Linked DNA regions of Mus musculus: all the other regions are linked to region 1. Evidence: chromatin contacts called from public HiChIP or PLAC-seq and promoter capture Hi-C data. All regions are on one chromosome and are shown on one strand. Each heading gives the region's core, a stretch centred on a gene start, on an enhancer-like site or on the middle of the called end of the contact. The rest is flanking DNA. Distances are from core to core; before and after follow the strand shown.

Region 1 (4,278 bases), core at 204-2,703:
CAAAAGGCATGCTGTTTTTTTCTTCCCATTCTTTTATGGTAGGTAGTGTCATTTTTAAAGGAAGGGGAAGAAAAATCCCTGGGCTACATGGTGGGATATAGGCTAAATGGTGAGATATAGGCTACATGGTGGGATATAAGCTACATGGTGGGATATAAGCTACATGGTGGGATATAGGCTACATGGTGGGATATAGGCTCAATCAAAGTTTCTATTCCTGATGTGCAGCTCACGCTAGAACAAAGTTGAGAAGTTGGGTCCTCAGCCAGAGAGGGGTTTTAAGGCTTTGAAACAGATTTTACACATGGAAGAGTTCTAGGACTGGTAGAAGGTAGCTTGCCAGAAGCCACCCTATGAGACTTCCCCTGAAAGAGGTTTGGAAGATACTGAGATCACATACAGTTGCAAGCAAAGGAGAGGAAAATACTCTCAGGAGCAAGCTGGCATGGGGTTAAAATTGAAAAGCTTGTACTTTAATCCAGAAGAGACCAGCATCATAGTGTCTTCCAGGACTTGCCCAACAGTGGACCCACGAAGGGGAGAAAGTTCATTATGTCTTGTTTTGGGGACCCAACTCACCCAGCTGGAGCTGTTCGCAGGTCTGGTTTGGATTCTTTCTGATCCCGCATCTGTAAATCGCCCCAGGATTGACCACTGAGGCATTAGAGAGCCAGCTGGCAGTGGGAGCCCCCACGATGAGCCTAAAGCAAGAACCATGCAAGTTCGCTCAGACGTGAACCAGTCTGCCCACCCACTCTGCCCCGTGTTGGCTTGTGACAGCTGTGCAGTGGTCAGCAAGGGAAGTGGCACCCACCTCCTCTTCCCATGACTGGAGACCCAGGACTCAGGAGCACCCTGGGGGCTGCCATCCCAAGATAAGTTAGTTCCAAGGCTCTCCAGTGAGGCAGCTGGCTGAAGCCAGGTCTTTCTCTGACCTCCCAGGAGGGCGGAAAGTTTGATTCATACAAGGAATCCCAGAGGCGGAGGCGCTGTGACATGCCTCTTGGGGAGGGCGCACTCACCAGCGCTTCGACCCGTGGCTGTGCAGCACCACCGAGTAGCCAAACAGCGTGCCGGAGGGGCCCTGGTACAGCAGTGCATTCTCCGGGTCCAGGTTGTAGGAGTGCCCGGTTGGCACCCCGAAGTACAACAACAGCATCACCGCTTCCCGGAGGGCGATCCCTCGGGACCTCGGTCTGCACCTCGCTTCCGCAGCCATGCGCTCTTGGTGGAGAACATTCAACACAAAACGGCCACTGACCAGAGTTGCACAGGATGCGACGGTTGGCCAAAGAGAAGAGCGCCCCAAGAGATGAAGTGCAGCAGCGTGTCCGGTGCTGGCAGGCGACAGGGGCGGAGAGAGGGACGCCAGAAGAGGAGGGGAATTGGTGGCCACAGGCGGAGCGATCGTAGTGGCCAGGGATGCTTCAGGCTCTGGCCCACGCCCCGTTTCTGTGGCCCCGGAGCCAGGGGCCGGGTGCTCCTAGGATCTGGGTGGGGTCCTGGGTGTGGTGCAGTGGCTCACAGCCTGGCCTCCCTCTCCCCAACCCGATCCCCATCCCCGCCCCGCAGCAGCTGTAGGGGGCGCTAGGGGACCTAGGTTGCATGGACTCACACCCTGGCAGACATCACACACAGTGGCTCTGGCTTCTGGGGCCCAGCAAAAATAACCCTTGGGGGAACACAAAACAGATCAGGGGATTCCCTTTTGAAAGTTGGCTAAGGCTTGATGCCTTGCGGGACTTCACCAAGTGACTGGCCTCCAGGGCCAGTCCCAGTGGCCAATAATTTGGGAACTAAGACTGTGGAGAACCTTCCAGAACTTCCTCTGTCACTTATGTGCTGTGTAGCATACAGAAATTACACAGTTTGCAAGAAGCCAAAACTGCTGCCCCCCCCCCCTCCCGCCCCAGCCCTATTGGAGCATTTGGTGACAAAAGTATATGGCTAGTCTCTTCAAAACTCCCAGGCCTGCAGCCTTTTATGCAGGCTTCCTTCCTCTCTATACACTTCCTCTTAAATAGAGTCTATACGCATGAGCAAGCCAGGCAATAGCCTAACACAGAAAACCCAGGCAAGCTAAGGAAATTCTGTGACTTGCCTCACTTAGCAGACTCCACCCCTTGCTCACTTCTTCATAACTAGTCCCCATGTACACACTCAGTTACCCCAGGACATACCTACCACCAGATGTGTAGACACAGCCTAAGACAAGGTCATAACAGGCTTCTAAAAAGCCACCAGAGATCAGAGTCACAGCACACCTAAGCCAGGAGATGGGCCTCTGCTGAACATACTCCTTGTGTGCTGCTTTTCTTTTTTTTTTTAATTTTATTTTATTTTTAATTTATGTCTTACACTCCATATTCCATTCCCTGCTTTTCACGCTGGAGCAGGAGGCAAGTGCTGGTGAGTGTTAGCAGGTGAGATGCTGGCCCTCTTACCTTTGTTGCAAAAAAAAGACAAATGACAAGAAAGAAAGAAAGAAAGAAAGAAAGAAAGAAAGAAAGAAAGAAAGAAAGAAAGAAAGAAAGAAAGAAAAAGAGAGAGGGAGGGAGGGAGAGAAAGAAAGAAAGGAAGAAAGAGAGAGAGAGAGAGAGAGAGAGAGAGAGAGAGAGAGAGAGAGAGAAAGGAAGGAAGAAAGGAAGAAAGAAAGAAAGAAAGAAAGAAAGAAAGAAAGTCCGTGTCTGCCAGTTACACCAACAGAATCACAGGCCCGCAGCTGTCGCTGTTCACTGAGTCAGATCATCTCATGCAGTGGGCAGCCCCCAGTCCTCGAAACACCACAACAAATCAGCAGGATGCCTGGAGGAGCACCCAGCAACATTTTTGGCCTGATAGTAGAAAAGAAAAGTTCCCTACTCCATAAAGTTTAATTGTTTGGGAACACTTGAAGAGAGCTGGAAGGCAAGGATCGCTGAGTTGGGCTCCACACACTCTGAGAAGAGGCACGAGGGAGGAGCCGGTCAGCCTGGTTGAGGGACTGAAAAATAAAATAGCACGTGCCTCCTGAGCCCCACAGGCAGGGAAGGGATGGTGAAACTCTGGTTGGCACTGATAGCTGTACAGTGGCTAATGGGCAGGTCCTCATTTCTATCATTCAGATTACAATTTGCTACTTTTCCAGAAGTATTATTCAACAAGCCAAGACAACCCTCCTTCCTTCCCTTAGGACTTGAAAACAGCCCTGCTGCTAAAAATCCCCTCCCATTGGGGAGATAGAAACAATGTCTACCCCTTGTGCTAACGTCCCATTGGCAAACCCAGGCATGACTCTGAAATTCCTTTCCTCTGGGGAACTGTCTTAGTTAGGGTTCCTATTGCTGTGACAAAGCACCATGATCAAAAGCAACCTGGGGGAGGAAAGGATTTATTTGCCTTAGATATCCTGAATCATACTTCATAAGGGGAAACCAAAACAGGAACTCAAACTGGGCAGGAACTTGGAGGCAGGAGCTGATGGAGAACCCACTGTCTTGCTTCTGGTAGCTCACTTAACTGGCTTTCTTATGGTGCCTAAGAACACCAGCCCAGGGTGGAGGTGGTACCACCCACAGTGGGTTGGACTGTCCCACACTCTATCATTACATGAAAAAGAAAAAAAAAACATTTAAAAAGTCCTACCGGCTTGCTTGCTTGCCTACAGCCCACATCTTATGGAAGCAATTTGTCAATTGAGATTTCTTCCTCTCAGGTGACTGTAGGTTGAGTCAAGTTGACATACCCAGCACAGGAATCTATATGTTGGTTGTGTTTCTTCCGAAGCATAAGTGAGAGTTACTTACTAATATGTGGGTTCTCTTTCCCAACACACCACACCTGGAAAACCAGCAGACTGAAGGGTTCCTTGTAGAGGCATCAATGGAGACCCACTCCCAGTCTTTTGGAGATTACTTAATTCAGCCCCTCCTTCAAAGGATAGCAACTCAAACAGGCTTTCATACACCAGGTGGTAGGGAGCAGCTGGATACTCAGGGTCTCCGACCCTCCTCACTTCTCCATGTGTTGTTTAAACAGTCAACAGGTCCATTTGGGATAATCAGTTTGCAAGAGGGACAAGCTGACCTCCACAAGGTGGCAGTTGCTAGGTTCAGAGGATAGTCACATACAAGCCTCAAGCGTTAAGGCTTTGGAACTGCTTTATAAACTCCCAAATTAATGTTCTCTTTCCTCAGTGGCACTCTCCCTTGATGACTCGTTTTCATCCTTGTGATGTAGTCCCAGACTATCCCAAACCTGTCCCTCTTCCTTGGACCCCATTCACTTAGGCCATCTCTG
Region 2 (4,479 bases), core at 300-2,799, 220 kb after region 1:
TAAATATATTCTCTTTCCAGTGACTTCTTTCCCTTTGGGAAGACAAAATATAATGAGAAGTTTGCTTTGTAAGCATCCCACTGAAAAAGGAGTTATTTGATTGTTCAGGGCCATCTGGTGAAGGAGACCTGTCTGAGAACTGAATAATGGGCCCTCGAGCCAGCTTTCCCTCTCTGAACATGGGCGTCTCCACACACTGCCCCTTTTACTTTTTCGATATGATATCACTTTCCGAACCCACACATGAAGATCTGACAACAACTCATTTTAAAGATGACTTATCACTGATCAGGTTTGAAGATTTAAAGAAGCGAGAGAAAGGAAACAGGATTTTTTTTAAAAGAAGATTCTAACTTTTGGGTTTATAAAATTGAAGTGCTTTAAAGATTAAAACAAGCCTTGCATCATTGACATAAAGTATTATGAAGTTCATCACTTAGTCCCCTGGATGAGCACAAAAGAAATTCCGAGGCAACCTCCTGAACCCCACACTTCCTTAACTAAAGAAAATTAATGGGAGTTTACACAGAACAAGGGAGTCGACTTGAAGTCTCCTTGAGGCATGGTTAGCAAAATTAAATCTGGAGGGACTAGAGCAGAACAGGGAAGAAGGCTCTAGAACCTCTGACTAGGTGCAGCTTCAACATTCAGTAGCCAATCTGCTGCCACTGCCATCCACACCCACAACACCTAACTGACCTTCCACAGAGCATCCCTGGAGTCCTCTGTCCTGCTACATCTAGCACACACAATCGAGAGTACCATGTCATGGCTACCATGCCTGTTCTGCTTCCTCCTAGGGCACTGTCCCATTAAACAAGTGCATGCCAGGGAGGCCTCCCAGGTGTTCCAGTGCAAGGACTCCTCCACAGTGTCCTGTAATTCAGGAGTCAATACCTGCTTCTCCTCGGTACATAGGCTGCCATAGATAAAATCATTTGAAACCATTTTAGCCAATTAGGTTCTCTGATAGATTTGGAAAAAAAAAAAAAAAAGAAATAATGAAGAGATTCTCTTCTTTTCTAGAAACCCATGATAAAACACATTTACTTGTACAGCAAAATTTACATGGGGAAAACAACCAAATCATAAAATATTATGACACTTAACTATACGTCTATCAGTAGGTCCCTCCTCCATTAGCAAATATAACTGACCTATAATCTCTCTCCCTCCCCCCCCCCCTCAATTGTGAAGATCTACTCCAGGCAGGATTCACCTAAGTAGAAGAATAGTGTAGATGATTGAACCAGTTACCATAGATTTAACATCCACCCAACTGGCCTAAGCAGCAGTCCTTCTTAGACACAGCCTGTGTATATGGAAGGAACTCAGGCATTGGGAGACATTTATCTCAGACCTTATCCCAACCCATTTCTGTGCACGTAGCAGTTGGTTCCAGATGGACTCATGACTCAATGTCAGTTATGAAAACTAAGGCTTTGCTCTAATCTTAAAGGCCAAAATGTTTCTTTCCTGTTAGATGAACTGCAGGACCAATACACAGCCTGATTTAAAGTGGAGTCAACAGAGAGGAAGTGAAACTAGCAATAAATCCTGGGCCTATGAGAGGCAGAGTTCTCCACAAAATACTGGACTTCCCTTTGGGCTGAGTTATTTTGGAGGGTGATTTTTGTTACTTTGCATCAAAAGGTTTTTTTTGTGGCACAGGCTAACTGGTTGTTTACTAGAAGGTTTAATCAGTGTGGCAATGCGGAGAAGGAAAGGACATTTGGTTTAAACCCATGCCTACTGTCACCACCCTAATATCAGCAAGTAGAGTTTAATTGGAAATAGGTGACATGGTTCTAAGAATAATCATCCGAGGCTAACTGCATGAGTGGTTTTGATGTCAGATAAATTGGCTCTCTTGTTATAAAGTGCATCTCTCCTGATTAGTACTTGATTAAACAACAACAACAAAAAATAACCTCTTCAAGCTGAAATATCAACAGCCTTCTGGGTTCCACTTTCCTCAGCAAGATAATGAGCATAGCACATTGTTTAGCATGTTTTAATTGGATGAATATTTGATACACAATGGTTTTTCTATCACCTTCTGTGCTAAAAGTTCCATTAACACTTGAAGAATTTTCCTGTATTTTCTATCCTTCCATGCAAAGACAGTTGCTGCGCCGTAACAGTTTATGGATTTAAGCTTTCTTTTCATTTACCCATTTGCATTCATCTATCAACGGTTGAAAGGCGCTCTGCTTTTGACCATAAATTCTTTCCAAAATAGATTTTTAAGAGTTAAAATTAAACTGGATTTTATGCTGTACCATTAAATTCTAAGCAATTTCTGTGTGCTCTTTGTTCTGTAAAAAAAAATATAAAATAAACTAAAACAACCGGAAAATGTGTCTCTGGCCCTCCAGAATGTTGTAAGCTAACTCAAGGTAACAAAATGAGCAGGGCAATGGATTGTTTTGGTGTCAGTTATGGATCAAACAACAAATCAATATAAAAAGAATTCTAAGTGGAAAGAAAAGGATTAGTTGAGAGGACCTTAGAAGTTATGATTTGACTCATCAGACAGAAACAGACCAATCAAGAAAATGTGTATCAAACTCACAAAGCCACATGATACTCTAAAATGAATACTTTTTAATTATTCATTTGTTCCAAGCCTCTTAAATTTTTTCCACTTTTGTGACCCCTCCTTCTCTGAGAAACATTACTTGAGCCTGGATATAGGCATATAAGATAGGGAAATAATCAAATATTACCTGATCATAAGAAAATACAGTAGATAATAATTGTTGTAGATATATAATTTCATAATTTATTAAAGCTGTAAGTTAACATGATGAATTAGATATCCCTCTTCATTTTTTACATGAAAGAATTAAAATATTGGCTGAATACTTGACATTTTAAGACAAAGAGCATCTTCAATATGTTTCAGAGTTATTATTTTGATTTGATAATCATCAATACTAAGAACACCACTTATTAAAATATGGCAGAAGGCCCTTTCAGAAACTAAGGATGTACATCTTTATCTATCTTCTGATAATATATGTTTAATTCTTTACTTTTTGGCTCTTTAATATGTTTAGTATCATAGACGTAGATCACTGGTTCTCATGCTAATGCTGTGACCCTTTAAAACAAGTCTTTATGTTGTGATGACAACCAACCATAAAATTATTTTTGCTGCTACTTCATAACTGTAATTTTGCTACTGTTATGAATTGTAGTATAAGTATCTGTGTTTTCTGCTGGTCTTAAAAGATCCCTGCAGTTTAAGAACAACTGCTATAGATAGCTCTAGACTGGCTAATACATGATTGTGGCCAAATTGATGAGATATGAAGGTCACCTCACCGAAGAGTTCAAAGCTTCTCAAAAGCTTTTCTTCTTGATGGACTGCAGCAATAACTCGGCACTGGACATTCAAGAAAAGTTTCAACCCTGGATCAGCACAGGTCAGTTTGCATCAGCTCTCCCAATACCTCACATCAACCCCAAAGCTCAGAGAATTCTGATAACATCAAGAGCATAAAAAACGGGAAAAGAAATCTTTTCACATAGACTAACTGAGCAGTCTGAGGTCAAGTCTCTAGGCTAGATGGTGCTGACCAGCTGTCTGATCAGAACAGAATCCTCGGGTCACATAGAAGCCACTTCTGCTAGCCCTATCAGGATTATCTGTACTTCAAGACTACAGGAAGCACTATCGACAGAAGCAGAATTAGAATGTCCATTGAAGGCAAAAGGACAAGACACGCTTGTGTTGTTGGGCACAGGGCTAAACACTAGTGAAAGTCATTCCATACATTTCCTAAGTCTCCAAATGTGGAAACCAAAAGGGAAATGACAGAACAAGAGCCTGTTTCCACTGAGCAGCTGTCAGATCCTTGCAAACAATGAGAGAGCATGGAGACTTAGGATGCTCTTGACAGCAAATGAAAGCAAATAGCAACTGTAACAAGTGTTTTAAAATATTTTGAAAGGTGAAAAGTTTATAAAAAATCTCCAACTTCTTTAAGGATTGTAAGATCTTTTCCCTCAAATAAAAACAAGGAGTTTTAAGGGTTTTTCCTTTAAATGCTTCCAAAATAAGCATAGATGTCAGAAATCTCAACTATAATGGCTTTTGTTTACAAACATAAATGCCAGCATATTTTCTTCCTTGGCCTTGCAATATACTTACATAGAGGCTGTTAAAATGCGCCATTGTCCAACAGGTAAATAGAAGTAAAGAGATATAGGCAGTCCTCACAAGCTGCCCTGCACAAATATACCTAGAAATCATATCTCCTAAGTTCTTTTTTGCCACGCCTAGACAGACCATTTCTACTTTTGTCATGATAAATGGGTAGAGGAAGGGTACAATTACAATATTTATTTTACATAGACTACAGGACTGGCTTCTTCTTCAAGAAGAATGTAATGGGAAGTGTTCTGGGATCCTTTGTTTTCATCTGTGTGTGTATAAAGAATACACTGGAAGCATGTGGCACTAGTCCCCAT
Region 3 (4,454 bases), core at 715-3,214, 240 kb after region 1:
GGGCAGAGTGCTAGACTACTTGGGGTTTCTGCATATAAGATCCACAGATAAACATTAGACAGAGCCTGGGGAGTCTTGTGGAAGGATTGAGGGACCCAAAGGAGATAGGACTCCACAAGACCAACAGAATCAACTAACTTGGACCTTTACAGGCTCTCAGAGACTGAACCACCAACCAAAGAGCATATATGAGCTAGGCTGAGATTCCCCCCCCCCTCCCACTTCCCCATGCACATATGTAGCAGATTGCAGCTTGGACTTCATGCAGGACCCAAACAGCTGGAGCTGGGGGTATCTCTTACTCTGTTGCCTGCCTGTGGATCCTGTTCCCTAACTGAACCACCTTGTCTGGCCTCAGTGGGAGATGATGTCCCTAGTTCTGCAGTGATTTGATATGCTAGGGAAGGTTGGACCTCTCCCTTCTTAGAGGAGAAAGGGAGAGGGGATAGGGAGGAGATGCATGCATAGGGGACTGTGAGGAGAGGGGAGGGATGTAAAGTGAATTAAACAAGCAAACAAATAAATAAACAACATACAAACCAGACTGGGAAGATAGCTTAGTTGATAAAACCAAGAATGGGGAGCAGCACTTGGTAAGAACCTGAATGAAAATGATGGCATGGTAGCATGAGGTGGTAATACCAGCCCTGGGGAGGCAGAGAGAGGAGGATCCCTGGGGTATATGTGCCAGCTCTTCCTTCTAGCCTAATTAGTGAGCCCCAGACCAGTGGGAGACCTAGTCTCAAAAGAGAAAGGTAATATTCCTGAGAGTCACACTTTAGGCTGTCCTCTCAATTCCACAAGCACAGGTATGCATGTGACTGTAGCCATACATGTACATTTATGCTCACACATGAGAACAACCACAGACACGGGGGGGGGGGCAAGCACACACACAGAGATGACAGATGGTAAATAAATAGATATAGATAGATGGATAGACAGATAGATAGACAGATAGATAGATCGAAGCATCCACAAACATAAACTCACATCAATATTCTTGTGTAAAAGGATTCCAAAAGCAGTCAGAACTCTACAGCGTGGACGATAGAAAATGTAAATCCTCAGATGGAGATTTAAGAGGGAACAATTCAGACTGGCCAGAGTTTGCCTCAGAAACAGTGGTTACAACATGAAGAAACTTTAAAAGCTCAGTAAGAGGTTTTGATTTCATCTCCAGGATTATGGGGACCTTGAGGTGGTCAGCATCTGGAATGATCTCATTCCTATGTCATGAAGATCACGCTAGCAGTTTGGAGAACAGGCTGATTGATCTGAACTTGAGTAATGAGCTAGAATCAACTGGATCGGGCTGCTGGTGAGGGGAAGGAAGACAAAGGGTTTCTTGTTCTGCTGCTTCAATAACTGTAGAAACAGGTGCTAGCAAGACACGGAACACTGAAACATTCTACTTAGTTTGTGCTTATAAGGGATATGGGATAAAGATATTTAAACCTTTTTCTCCATCTAGAAACACACGGATGTACTTTTGTTCATTCATGTATATGTAAATCTAATTATATATAATCTATCAATCAATGTCTAGTCAGTGTAATTCATAACAAGAAACATTTTACAGAAAGCTATTGGTTATAAGATATGAAAATTACTAAATAGAGCTGATTTGGCATTTTGTCTTTTATTCCAAGATTCAGAGCTATGATTTCAGAATTGTATTTGGACTTTTTCAGTTTAAAACTGGTTAAAAAGTATAAGTGGTCTTTTTTTAGATGGCACAGAAATGAGCCATGCCTTGACGGAGCCTAGAACTTTCTAGAACGGTGATTCTGAAGTTAGTCTGTAAATTATGATCACATGGAGAAGTTACAAATCCCAGGCCTCATTGCAGAGCTGTTGAAATGACAACCCCTGGAGATAAGATGTGGGGCAGGAACATATCTCTATGTTCTTCAGGTGGTTTCTGCATGCAGACAAGTTTGGGAACCAGTGGTCTAGAACAGGAACACAAAAGTGAACTGAAACTGCTCACTGAGAACTGAGGCCGCTCTAACACAGAGGCCACAAAATCAGGTGTGCAATAAATAGCTTCAGTTCTCAGTAGCAGTTAGTAATTTCCCTCCATTCCACAGCACAGGAAACATTTACTCTGGGTCCATCCAGGTCTTGTCTCTCTTCTCCCCTGTACTTTTCCTACATGTACAGCTGGTTCAATCCAACAAGCGAGAGTCGTAAAGTGTCAGGGAGAAGAGACAGATTAGCAGGGACCAGCAGCCATAGAACCTCCAGCTGGGATCAATCCACGTTGTTTGTGCTGACTCCCTCAACACTTGTCTTCTCTGTTGGTTTCTGACCTCCCTAGCACATCCCTAACCTATCCCATCCACATGGAATCTATGCTCCCTAGAATTTCTGTTCCCATTCTCACAGCTCATAACTTCATTCCTCTGAGCAGTGACAGAAATTCTGCAACTTGCTACTTTGCATGGACTTCAAGGGACAGAAGATTTGGAATAGTATGAGAAGGGATTGTTGAAAGTGAGAAACTCCACTTAATAACATGTCAACATATAAACAACAGTACCACTTCCTATTACATGGCTGGTTGTGCAAAGGGATGTTGTTGTTGTTGTTGTTATTTTGTTTTGTTTTGTTTTTCAAAACAGGGTTTCTCTGTTTAGTTCTGGCTCTCCTGGAACTCACTCTGTAGACCAGGCTGTCCTTGAACTCAGAAATCCACCTGCCTCTGCCTCCCAGGTGCTGGGATTAAAGGTGTGTGCCACAACTGCCCAGCGCAAAGGGATTTTTATCTTTGTAAAATTGTTTAGTGTGTATTTTTAGCATTCTCTTAATTAACTTCATGAGGTCTTTTTAAAGATGCATGTCCATTTTGTGAAGGTAATTTGTTTTGTGAAAAATTATAGAGAAACATAATCTATCAACTTTCCTGAGTGCACAAAGCTTCAATACTGTGGGAGCTAAGATGGTATTGCCCTTGCAAACTGGCTAGCATTTGCTCAGAAAAGCACTTGGACCAGACATGGCTAGCTTATAGGACAGTAGTGTCAATTATTGTATGAGTTGTCAGACTGTTCAAGGACATAGATCAATGGGAATATGGCTCCATTAGTACAGGGCACAACTGTCACTTTAGAAAAGTTTTTCTACATCTGAAAGTTCATGAGTGAACAACAGTGGTGAGCATATATTTAAGGAACAGCATATGCTGTGTACACATCAAAGCAGTGTCCATGCTGAACACTTTCAGATAGGAATGACTAAATTGCAGCACACTCAGCCATTTGAGGATTCAGGAGCCTGCTGGTGTACTGTCATCTAAACAATGGTTCAGAACTTCACATGGTCTAACAGAACAAGTTCAAGTTCAGAACACAACTCTGTACATTGAATGATATGACATGGTGTGTGGAAGATGACACGAATGGGCTATAAATGAGAAGAACATAGATGTGCAAATGTGTACATTGCCTTACTCAGATTAGCTTTCTACCCTTTTTATTTTATCCATTTATTGACTATTTTACTCTAACTGTCCTGTTACTTACTATGTCGACCAGGCTAATGTCTAACTGTGGCTGAATGTCCCTGCCTCTCCCTAGTACTAAGTAGGACCAGCTTCTGTATGGCAATGGCCATCTGGTACCATGATGATTTTCTTGCTTGCAGTGTACAAATAGCATGAAACATTCTGTAACACAGACGAGATCTTTCAGACCCATTGGAATCAGCACTGCACTCTCCGGAGGAAGACAAGGCCAGGATAGACTCACCTACTTTGAAACAGAAAGTGTGGAAATTTCTAAATGAAACAAAAGATGCCTAAATACAGATCTCTTTCCCTTCTTATGGGTGCAAGGCCTATTGTGTATTGAACTGTTGGTTCTCGGGTGCACTTGGGAGCTATTTACAAAGGCAATGTTCCCAGAGATACTTTTAGCTTAAAATATCGTTCAAATAAGATCATATAAAGAATTAATGCATGAGGCAGAGCTAAGGAATGAGCCATAAAAGAGATGACTCAATGTCTGTAAGATGTGATGTCTTGCCAAGAGCTTTATAGGGTACATGGTTTTGAGTTTATGTGAATTAAAAGTACAATTTCAATATGTTAGGTATGATAAGATTTTCCTGAGTAATTAGGACAAACACCAAGGTAAGATATCACGGCGAAAGAACATTGGTTCATGCATAAAGTAGAGAGACGTTACCACAGAAAGGGGGATGACAGTCAGACTATGAACTGAGTTAAGCCAACTGATGGCTTGTTTGGCTTGCCCAGTGTTTAGTTCTCTATCTGCAGAAAGAGTTTTATTTGAATTAGCAGTCAGTATTTAAACATTGGGAGACTGCCCACACAATTTCTAAAGGGTTGACTTCCCTTAAGAAATCCAAAGCTCTGAACGCAATGCTAGCTTGCAGTCCCATGTCAGTCATCAGTAGTGATCATTAGAAGCAGGCCACCAGGACAAGTC

Evidence for each region. Promoter capture Hi-C pulls out the DNA fragments that hold promoters and counts their contacts. HiChIP or PLAC-seq counts read pairs in DNA pulled down with a chosen protein or histone mark.
Region 2: a promoter capture Hi-C map of pre-B cells shows a contact between it and region 1. The contact joins the enhancer-like site here to the promoter of Itga4 in region 1. A contact is called at or near these places in 6 of 39 promoter capture datasets (the C10 cell line, the HPC-7 cell line, hematopoietic stem and progenitor cells and 2 more), 1 of 15 datasets of contacts at CTCF or cohesin (pro-B cells), 11 of 484 Hi-C or Micro-C datasets (B cells, CD8 T cells, the HPC-7 cell line and 8 more), 20 of 115 datasets of contacts at active chromatin or transcription factors (the 230-238 cell line, CD8 T cells, the SCID.adh cell line and 13 more) and 3 of 9 other capture datasets (adipose tissue, embryonic stem cells and liver).
Region 3: a contact with region 1 is called in an H3K4me3 HiChIP or PLAC-seq map of the 230-238 cell line, with 35 read pairs. The contact joins the enhancer-like site here to the promoter of Itga4 in region 1. A contact is called at or near these places in 14 of 39 promoter capture datasets (the C10 cell line, the HPC-7 cell line, HPC-7-derived erythroid cells and 10 more), 2 of 15 datasets of contacts at CTCF or cohesin (CD8 T cells and large pre-B cells), 1 of 484 Hi-C or Micro-C datasets (nephron progenitors), 18 of 115 datasets of contacts at active chromatin or transcription factors (the 230-238 cell line, CD8 T cells, DN3 thymocytes and 14 more) and 2 of 9 other capture datasets (embryonic stem cells and liver).

Annotation. Positions count from the first base shown.
Region 1 is chr2:79,252,601-79,256,878 of GRCm38.p6, reverse strand. Itga4 (integrin alpha 4) reads right to left here and starts at 1,453. Exons shown (of 28, transcript NM_010576.4): 1 at 1,023-1,453; 2 at 580-701. The coding sequence starts at 1,219.
Region 2 is chr2:79,033,556-79,038,034 of GRCm38.p6, reverse strand. No RefSeq gene overlaps it. Among named protein-coding and RNA genes, the nearest start is that of Gm37004, 63 kb to the right of the region's middle. Within about 2 kb of position 1,549, at least 46 of the 459 cell types and tissues checked have an H3K27ac peak or open chromatin away from gene starts, as enhancers often do. A contact at or near this core is called in the 230-238 cell line, bone marrow-derived macrophages, hematopoietic stem and progenitor cells and 3 more, where this site is marked.
Region 3 is chr2:79,016,766-79,021,219 of GRCm38.p6, reverse strand. No RefSeq gene overlaps it. Among named protein-coding and RNA genes, the nearest start is that of Gm37004, 46 kb to the right of the region's middle. Within about 2 kb of position 1,964, at least 33 of the 459 cell types and tissues checked have an H3K27ac peak or open chromatin away from gene starts, as enhancers often do. A contact at or near this core is called in the 230-238 cell line, where this site is marked.